Regions from separate parts of the Mus musculus genome. Here region 2 is linked to region 1. The links are chromatin contacts, called in public promoter capture Hi-C maps. All regions are on one chromosome and are shown on one strand. The core of a region is the stretch at or near the end of the contact, and the rest is flanking DNA. Distances in the headings are between cores, read along the strand shown.

Region 1 (5,219 bases), core at 1,728-4,227:
TATTTTACTATGATGCTTCATGTATTTTTCCTAAGAATTTCTACAAACTTTATAGAAGTCAGCTGCCCTTGTTCTTATTTTTCCTTTAAACGTGAGTCACATCAGTGTATTGGAACCATGCAAAGCAAAACAAAGGCAAAATAAATCTGATGAGTTGATAACTTGAAAGTGTTTGTCAATATAGAAAACCTTGACAGGACAATACAATTCCTTGTCTTCAGCACTTCTCAGTCGATAGTCACAAATTTCTTTTTCTGCTAACTTGATTCTGTTCTTTGGTAAACTCAAATTCCTCATTAAAAAAAAAAACAAAAACAACAAAAAAAACCCCACAAACTTCAAATGCCAACAAATATTCAGTTAGAGGGCAGAATTTTCATAAGAACAGCCATCCTCATAAAGAGACTTTCTTAAAACCAAAAGGCGTACTTTAAGAGGTGCCATTTGTGTGTCAATCCTGTTTTTCCTGTCTTATTATCCTGCTTACTGGTTCTTAACCACAGAACAGTTATGAAGCACCACCACAAAGGAGGTAACATGCTGCAGCTAATATGATTCAACTAAGGGAGGTTTGAAAGAAATAGTTTCCAATTATGCCCCTATGCAAAGAAAGTTGTGCAGCCTGGTCTCACATGCTTAGAACCGTACTCTCACTTTCAACTGGAATTTTACTCCAGACTGAAATCAAAGTCAATATCTAGGTCTTAGTCTCCAGAGGAATCACTGAGCACCAGCCTAGGACGAGGACACTGATGTACAAGAAATGAAGCAAAAGGATTGATTTTATAAAGGATTTATTAAAAGGCTTGCTTAGGAGACATTAAGTCACACAAAATAGTATTTAGCTAAGGAAGTGTTGCCTTCAAAAATACCTCAAAGATATGACTATAGTAACCAGGTGTACTGGCTAGTTTTGTGTCAACTTGACACGGCTGGAGTTATCACAGAGAAAGGAGCTTCAGTTGAGGAAATGCCTCCATGAGATCCAACTGTAAGGCATTTCCTCAATTAGTGATCAAGGGGGAAAGGCCCCTTGTGGGTGGTGCCATCTCTGGGCTGGCAGTCTTGGGTTCTATAAGAAAGCAGGCTGAGAAAGCCAGTGGAAGCAAGCCAGTAAAGAACATCTCTCCATGGTCTCTGCATCGGCTCCTGCTTTTTGACCTGCTTGAGTTCCTATCCTGACTTCCTTTGGTGATGAACAGCAGTATGGAAGTGTAAGCTGAATAAACCCTTTCCTCCCCAACTTGCTTCTTGGTCATGATGTTTGTGCAGGAATAGAAACCCTGACTAAGACACCAGGCCTGTTGGACATAAGTAAAATTAAGGATTCTAGGATGTAAATGTTTCTTCAGCAGGATTGAGCAGCCATTAGACTCTTTCCCTTAACAAAGGAGACAAACCGAATTACAACTAGTAAGCCCATTTCTCTTTCAAAGACCATTCCTCTAGAAGGCAGTCCCGGGTGACAATAAACTTTAAATATGGTATTCCATAAAGCTCCACTTCTCTTCTTAACAAAGCCTAATTCTGACAGCTGGACGAGATGCCCATAGGCAGGAACAATAAAGATGCACTTAAAAACAATTCAGGCAATGAAAAATACCTTTGCTGTGCAAATCTCCCACCTGCCTAAGTGGCCAGACTTGCAGTCTCCTGTCTCTGTCTAAACTGGTCAAAGCATAAACTGGATCTGGAATAGGAAAGGAATTTAAGGATGCCAACATATGTGGTAAGCATAAACCTAAGGTGTATACAAGTTAATAAAAATCTTCTATCCTTGACTGTTCCTTTTGGGCATTAGCCAGAGCTGGGCTCAGACTATCATTATTTTTTTTTTTTTTCCTTGAGTGTGTGGAGTGAATCCTGGGCATGGGGTGGGCTCACCTATTTCTGCTACAAAAGAATTCTGCTACAATTATAGGTGGCTGACTTATTATCTCCTGTAAAGGGCTTCAATGATCAGGACTTAAAACCCTTCTTGCAGAGCCCAAGGGATAGAGGTGGAAGTAGGAGTTTGTGGCAGCAAATACAAATCACAGAAATTATCAAGGTTTGAAAATGCCTTCTGGCCTTGCAAGAATAGCTGCCAACTAACCCTTGAACATTTCATTGAACATGCATTTTAATATCTATTTCAGAAAATAGACAACTGCAGCCATAATTTGATGCACAATGCAAGTCGATACTGTTCAATGTCTTAGGGCCTTTACTTTGTAATTAAATTGTTAAGTAGGTAGGTGAGACAGAACTTTAAAGAACCCAACCTGTCAAATTTAGTTTACGTTAATAAAACCCTAGGAGTGTGACGAATAACAGGTGACCGGCAAAGAGTGCACTGAGACAAGATCTGACAATCTGGGAGGCCAACATCAGACCCCTGCAACCCTGAGTCACTGTGTACCTCTTCAAATGCAAAAAGAAGTCGCAAGACTGGATGAACACGGTGCAGAAGTCTCACCTGGTATCTTCAAATATCTCTTTGATATTTAAAAACAGTAGCTAAGGCCACTACACAAAACCTGTAAGCTCATCACTTATAAGTCTTAGTGTCGACACCCAGACTACCAACGGATTACTCGCAGACCCGTCCGCATCCAGAATGCAACAGGCCGGTCCCTCCCTTTAACCTTGGAGAACTTCGCTAGACCAAGACGGGGAAGGCCAGACTCCACGCCCGCGACCTCGGGGTCGTGACCTTCGCCGGAAAGCAGTCGGCTTCGGCCCACTGCACCTTCCCAGACTCAGGCCAACTCGGGTGGAATCGTGGCGCACTCCTAGCGCCTGCCATTTCGTGGCACTAACTCACCGCCCCAGTTAACGCCAAGCGCCGCCCGCGAAGAAGCCTCGAAACTGCGCCAACCCCGGCCATGTCTGCCTTCCCGCAAGCCCCAGCGACAGACTGCGCTTGCGCACCGAGTCGCGCGGGTGTCGGGCTTGGAAGATTCTGCGCCTGCGCAACACGCCCCTCCTGGCTCGCGTGAGTGGTGGTGCGCCTGCGCCCTGTAAACGCGGCGGTGGCAACACGTCTGAGGTAGGGTGGCAGCAACGCTGATGGGCTCTGCTCCAGGGGTAAGTGAGGTGCCAATGTCTTTAAAGTGCTTCTCGGGTGGTTCTTGTTTGCCAAAACAGAGAGGGTCGGATGATCTGGAGAGATGGAAGTAGGGTCCTGGGGCGGAGATCGCAAGCTCCATAAGAGCCCGTTTTGTTGGGCGCTTGAATCTCAACTAATGGGGGGGGGGGGGGGTACATACTGCCCTGGACTTCTAGAGTAGGTAGGAATGATGTCTTGGTGGCTGGACAAGGAGCAGCTAGCTGCACTGGGCTACGTAAAAGCCAGGATACTGAACTAGAAACTATATCCAAAGCTTTCGTCTTCGTTACAGCAGCTGGGAAGCTGGAGGCCCGGCCTGTTGTCATCCTGAAAGCTGCTTAGATCGTGGCTAGCATCCCATATTGCAAACGCGCTCTCATTTGATCACTTTCAGATAGTTTTTCTATTTTTCTAGTGAGTATAGCTGAAATGTTCGGTGGAATTAAATAGCATAAAAAGTAAACCAATAATCGTAATTGTTTCCTGAATTTTCAGTTAATATTAGATTAAGGTTTTCCTCTTGGTGCACAATCTTTATGACCATTATTTTGAATTGTTTAAGTTTACAATGAACCGTTCCCATTTTATTTCTTTGTTTTTTTATTAATAAATAAGGAAATATGGAATATATTCATGCACAACACTTTATATTTTGAATTATTTCCTTGAACTTTATAACCCCAAAATGGATGTTGTTGGTGCAGAGGAAATAAATATGACAGCTTACCCTACAAGGGTTCTGCGTTGGTGGGTTCAACCAACTGCAGATAAAATATATTTGGGGAAAATGTGTCTGTTCGGAGTATGTACAGACTTTTTTTTTAACAAGGGGGAAAATAAAACAGATGAACTACTTAAGTGCCTTTATACCTTATTAGGTATCGGTGACTTAGAGATAAAGTATTGAGCAGATTATATTCAAATACAGCATTGTATATGGGAGCCTTGGCTATCTTCAAGGCTTTTGGTATGAGATGGGGCTCCCCATCAGATATCTGATGGATGGCTATACATAGTAGGAGGTTTTTGAAAGTTGCCTGCTTTTAGTGTGTGTATGTGTGTGTGTGCATACATACATATATATATATGTATATACACATACATATTTCTAAATTAGGCATCTACCATACGTCATACGTATTAATTCTATAGTTCCTATAAACCGTTACATTCTGAGCCATGTATTATGGTTATATATTTATTGTTCATTATTGTGCATCTTAACATGTTAAACAAGGTTTGTTAAAAACACTAAAACTTTCAAAATTTGGGTTGAATTACGTATTTCTTACATGGATCTTGGTTAACTATTTTGTGTTTATTGTATTTGTACATATAAGCAAGCTGAATGTTTTTATGACTTTACAGTATGAGAACACCCATCGAATATGGGTACTTTTTATTTTATTTTTATTTATTTGAGACAGAGACTCTCTGTATAGACCTGGCTCTCCACTATGTAGACTAGACTATCTTCAAACTCAAAGAGATCAGCCTGCCTCTGCCAACTTGAATTCTGAGATTAAAAGCATGCACTAACATGCCTGGCTAATATGGGTAGTTTGTAAACTAGTAAATTTATATTAATATTGGTATCCAGCCTAGTTTGTGAGTTATACCCTAATATGAAGCAAGGGATTTTTGTAATCCTGATCATGATCCTCATGTAAAAAGATTTTCTTTGATTTTTGTCTGTAGAAAACTGCTCATTCTTCAAACCCCAGGTCATATAAAGCAAATGTCTATTGTGGATTCACTTTTATTGTTTTATTGTTATCTCTGTACAACTGTATTAAAGTCTTACAGAGACAACCAATAAGAAACATGTACAGTCATGCATCACTTAGTTAACAGTGGAGACAGATTCTGACAAATGTATTGATAGGGGATTCCAATTTTATGTAAATCCAAGAGTGAGTTGAGCCTGCTCTGACATTAAGCAATATTAACGTGGAACTGCTTTATGTGTAGCTCATTGTCAACTGTAATTTTTTTAGGGTTTGTGATGGTATGTGTGCAGTAAAATGACATTTGATTTATTATAAATAATCAGTATAGGCACCCAAATGCTTACCATCATACAGAAACACTTCTCAGGCACTCCTCGAATGATGTCTAACCAATTAGC
Region 2 (5,219 bases), core at 936-3,435, 2.8 Mb after region 1:
TGAGAATACAAGATACTGGTAAGAATGCTGGAAATTACACCTAATTTAACCTAGATAAGGAAATAAATACTGAGTCAATCCCTAGTACCAAGGGCAGAGAAAAAAAAAAAAAAAAACCTACCTTGAGGATTTAAATCTTTGGATAGACAGTGAAACCAAGATTTAAGTCTGTTACTGTGGAAAGGCTATGCCTTTTCTACAATGCCAATCTGGCTTAAATTTTAGACTTAATCTACCTCTCTTAAACAATCTTATGAGGCAATTTTACAAAGCAATCTAATTTCTATCAGTATAGCAGGAAGGTAATACTACATGAAAAAAGAATCTACTACGTGGGATAGGAGACATTTAGAACAACAAAATGAAGAAATTAAACAATTATTAATCATTTTCAAAAACATAATTCCAATATCTAAAATATTCACATATTTCCTGGAATATTCTAAAGAGTTTTATTACTTTCCTATTGATAAAAGTTTCTATTTTTCTCTCTCAAAACAGATTTGGATCAATTATTGAAAATTTTCATGCATATTATTAAAATAATATATTTTAAATTTCAAAATAATCTTGTTGGAATCGCTTAAAAAGAACAGGTGATGTTCGACTTAAGTTCTGAAAGTATTCAGTCTCCTTTAGCCTTATGATTTTAACCTATGGAGAACTGAATTTATTCTTTACCTGGTTTTTAAAACAGTGGAAATTTGTAGAATAATACAGCCAAGAAACAAACTGAAAATACTATTTAATTAGTAAGCCTATACTATTGGTTTCCTAAAAATCAAAGAGGCAGCCATGGAAATTGTGAATGCATGGAATGGAATTTTAACTGCTCTTTATTTTGATTATGAAAAGGAATTACAACAGACTACTGTTTCATACACCAACATGATCTAAGCTTTCTGCTTTACAAAAGCAAAAATATTCTAAATCATATCATTGATTTTCACCCAAGTCAATGAAGCATGAGAAAAATCTCGACTAAGAAAACAGGTCTAACTGAAGTTTAGTTGCTTATTGAAGACTGTCTCACATTAAGATATATCTAAACATTTGAGTGTTTCAACATCCTAGGTCGTGAAATTCTTAATGTTACCTTACAAATAATCAAATTTCTTCTCACACAAATCTACCCAAATGATCAAGCTATGTTTTGAACACCTAGAATAAACAAGAATCATTCCATTCACAGCAACAGCTTGAAAACCAATATAAGACCTGGGTCGTGATTGAATTCAAGTCATTTCCAATGTTTCAAAGGAATTTTTTCTCTTATTTATTTATCTATTTTCCTCTGTAGAGGATAGTCATTTTTCACAAAAGAGCTTGGGGAATTGAAAATCAATTTCGATCAACCACAGGTCCCAAATCCCGATTTGGAGTATTAAGGTAAATGAGTATCAATTTAGCCAGACCTTGAAAACGCAATACATTTCTGTCACTTAGAGTTGTCCTGGTGCTCAGGAACCCCAGGAACACAAACCCTTCCTTTAGGAGAGGTGCTCGCGCGCTGCTGTTCAAAGCCTACAATACCGCTGAGATAAAAAGCTCATTTTCATTTCGGTGTGAAAAACAATTCTACTCGAGAGAAAGAATGTCTCGTTTTTCATCTTAATGAAAGGCAGGCCCTGGGAATCCCTGCCACCTTCATGGAAGCTAAGGTTTGTAGGCATCCAAGAACTGGCACGGGGTGAGGCGTCCTAGGCGGTTCTATGGAAACGGGAGACGCGAGCGGCCTAGCGCCCGGAGCCCCGGCAGCGGGCAGCGGCCTGGGCGCGCTGCGGGGCTCGCCAGGGACCTGTCTGCCCAGAAGGGCCGGGCAGGCCGAGATCGGAGGGCCCGGCCATCGGCACGGGCGCGGGCCCCGAGTTCACCTTGAAGGAACCAAGGCTGTGAAAGCACGAGCGCCAAGCGCCTCCGCGGCCCAGAGAGGACGGCCGGGAAGTCAGAGGCGCTGCCTGAGAACGCGGTAAATGGCGTCTTCCGAGCTGAGGCGCTTTACCTTCCCGGCCGAAGCTTCTGGGCTGGTTTCGTCTTGCGAAGCTGCCGGTGGTGGCGGTAGGGGCGACGACTACCACCGTAGGACTCCCTGCTCCAATAAACTAGGTTCTAGGAAACAATTTCCCGCCGCGCGCTCGGCGTTCCCGGAAGCAGTTTACCAGTTCCGGGTGGTTGTCAGTGACGCTCTCGAGCGGTCGCCAGGGCTGCCTGAGATGCCGACTATTTGGTTCTGGCCAGCGCGTCAGGCCCTTGCAGGATCAGCGCCATAGACGGAGATTGGTAAGTGACTTTTCCCTCTCTTCCCGGTGTTTTCGGCCTGCCAGCTACCTGCCGAATGTGGATAGGACCGAGAAGTGAGCAGACAGAAGTTGGCCCCCTAAATCCCCATCCTTTCCTCTGGTGCCTGATCCTCCTTGAGGCTGGAGAAGGCCCTGGGATCCGGCTCACTGTCTTCATTCGCTTGACTTACCTCCAACGTGGAAGTCGATCTTAGCCGAAGACAACTGGTTCTGTGCAGTGTTTCTACCCTGTCTATTCGCAGGGTTTGGTCTCCCTGTTTCTTGAAAGTTACATTATGTACCCTTTACTGAATACTGTTAAAATAGTTGGGGGTTCACTTGGGAGGGCAAGCAGGCAGCTGAAGACGGCGGCTTTTGCATGCATTCAGAATGGGACATTCCTGATTTTCAATTAATTGAACTTTTCTCCTTCAGTTTTAATTAAAAATGGCTTCTGTTTTTGTTTTTTTTGTTTTTTGTTTTTTTTCTGCTATGCATTACTGAGACGCTATCATTCCTATAACGGTATGCATCAGCTTTAGATACACGTTTTATGTTGTGGAAATCATTGATTAGAATCAGGTACACTTTCAGTAAGGAATGTTCTGACTTTACTATGAACTCACTGCGAATAGTTCAGGATAATTTTGGGTGGGGATTTGGAGTTACCCAGAGGAGTTGTAAAGAGAAATTGCTTTTGACAAATGTCTAGTTCGAGGAAAGATGCTCATTTATTCAAAGACGCAAAAAGTGTTACTCTTTCTTGACCAATGCAGTTTCCTCGGGGGAGTTCACTCATCCTCTTATTATTTGTTGATCACCTTTTCCCATTTCTCCAAATCAGTCAATCTCAAAAGACGTCTAGAGTGTACCATAAATTAAAATATAATATTAGGACTAGAGAGATGGTACACTGATTAAGAGCTCTCTGCTCTTCCAGAGGTCACTAATTCAATTCCCAGCACCCACATGGCAGCTCACAACTATCTGTAACTCTAGTAACATGAGATTCAGTGACCTCTTCGGGTGTGCAGGTATACATGCAGATGAAACACCATGTACATAAAATATATGCATAAACAAATCTTTTTAAAAAGAAAAATGTCATATATTCAATTAAAGGGACCTGAAGCATCAGACAAGCGCCCCTTTGCCTTTTGAGAGTAAAACTATATTTAGAAAAGCATGTTGATCTTTTTAACTGCCTGTTTGATTAATCACTGAACTTTTATAGTTTCTGAATGATGCAAATATTGTCACCTTATGATTTTTTTAACTTATATCTTAAACAGTTATAAATACTTTCAGGGAGATTTTATGTTCGTCACGCATAGCAACTAGCTTTAAAAAAAAAAGCACTGTTCTTATTTGTGCCTTGGATTCATATAGCACTTCATGAATGCTCACAGGTGTCTCTGCCTTCTGCCTAGCAGTTTATATTCACTATTTAATGTTTACAAAAGAAAAATCCTGTCTCTTTGCATACATTTTATAGTGCAACTGAGAGGTCGTAACATATACGTATAAAATTGTCATGACTGAGATTCCAGTCTTCCTGATTCTGGAACTTAGCTCTTTACTGTATTTACCTATCATGGTGACATGTGATTGTAATTCCAGTGTTTGGGAAATGGGACATTGGGAGTTCTTTTTTTCTTTTTTACACTCCATATTTTATTCCTCCCTTGCCCAATCCACCCTCCGACTGTTCCACATCTCATATCTCCTCTCCACCCCCTGTCTCCTCGTGGATGCCTCCAGCCCCCACCCCACCTGACCCCTAAACTCCCTGGGGCCTCCAGTCTCAGGAGGGTTAGGTGTATCATCTCTAAATGATCACATACTCGGAAGTCCTCTACTGTATGTGTGTTGGGGGTCTCATATCAGCTGGTGTATGCTGTCTGTTTGGTGGTTCAGTGTTTTGAGAGATCTCAGGGGTCCAGGTTAATTGAGACTGCTGGTCCTCCTGCAGGATCGCCTTTCTCAGCTTTCAGCCTTCCCTAATTCAAAAACAGGGTTCAGCTGCTTCTATCCATTTGTTGGGTACAAATATCTGCATCTGACTCTTTCAGCTGCTTGTTGGATCTTTCAGGGGTCTGTCATGATAGGTCCCTTTTTAAGAGTACTCCATATCCTCAGTAATAGTGTCAGGCCTTGGGACCTCCCCTTGAGCTGGATCCCACTTTGGGCCTGTTGCTGGATCTTCATTTCCTCAGGCTCCTCTCCATTTCCATCCCTGTAATTCTTTCAAACAGGAACAATTATGGATCAGAGTAGTGACTGTGGGATGGCAACCCAATACCTAACTTGATGACCTGTCTTCCTGATGGAGGTGGGCTTTCTAAGTTCCCTCTCCCTACTGTCTGGCATTTTATCCCTTTGAGTCCTGAGAGTCTCTCATCTCTCAAGTCTCTGGTGCATTCTGGAGGGGCCCCTCAACCTCCTATTTCCTGAAATTGCCTGTTTCCATTCTTTTACTGGCCCTCAGGGCTTCAGTCCTTTTCCCTCACCCAATACCAGATCATGTTCCCTGCTACCCCCATTTTCCCCTCATTTATTTTCCCTCCCAGGTCCCTCGCTCCCTTTCCACTTGGGATTGCTTTCTTCTCTCACCTAAGTGAGACTGAGGTGTCCTCACATGGGTACTTCAGCTTGTTGACTTTTTTGAGTTCTGTGGACTGTATCTTGGATAATCTGTACTTTTGTGGGGGGGGGGGCGGGGAGGGTTAATATCCACTTATTAGTGAGTACATACCATGCACATCCTTTGGGGTCTAAGTTACCTCACTCAGGATAATATTTTCTAGTTCCATTCATTTGCTTGCAAAACTCAGGATGTCCTCGTTCTTAATAGCTGAGTAGTACTCCATTGTGTAAATGAACCACATTTTCTGTACCCATTCTTCTGTCATGGGACATCTAGGTTGTTTCCAGCTTCTG

The links. Promoter capture Hi-C pulls out the DNA fragments that hold promoters and counts their contacts.
Region 2: a contact with region 1 is called in a promoter capture Hi-C map of liver, with 5 times the contacts expected there. The contact joins the promoter of 2210408I21Rik here to the promoter of Ccdc127 in region 1. A contact is called at or near these places in 2 of 39 promoter capture datasets (liver and pre-B cells) and 1 of 9 other capture datasets (liver).

The regions. Positions count from the first base shown.
Region 1 is chr13:74,347,340-74,352,558 of GRCm38.p6, forward strand. It overlaps Ccdc127 (coiled-coil domain containing 127), which reads left to right and starts at 2,978. Exons shown (of 3, transcript NM_001168659.1): 1 at 2,978-3,069. It overlaps Sdha (succinate dehydrogenase complex, subunit A, flavoprotein (Fp)), which reads right to left and starts at 2,901. Exons shown (of 15, transcript NM_023281.1): 1 at 2,807-2,901. The coding sequence starts at 2,869.
Region 2 is chr13:77,133,351-77,138,569 of GRCm38.p6, forward strand. 2210408I21Rik (RIKEN cDNA 2210408I21 gene) reads left to right here and starts at 2,186. Exons shown (of 20, transcript NM_001145676.1): 1 at 2,186-2,280. It overlaps Slf1 (SMC5-SMC6 complex localization factor 1), which reads right to left and starts at 2,118. Exons shown (of 21, transcript NM_134071.3): 1 at 2,003-2,118.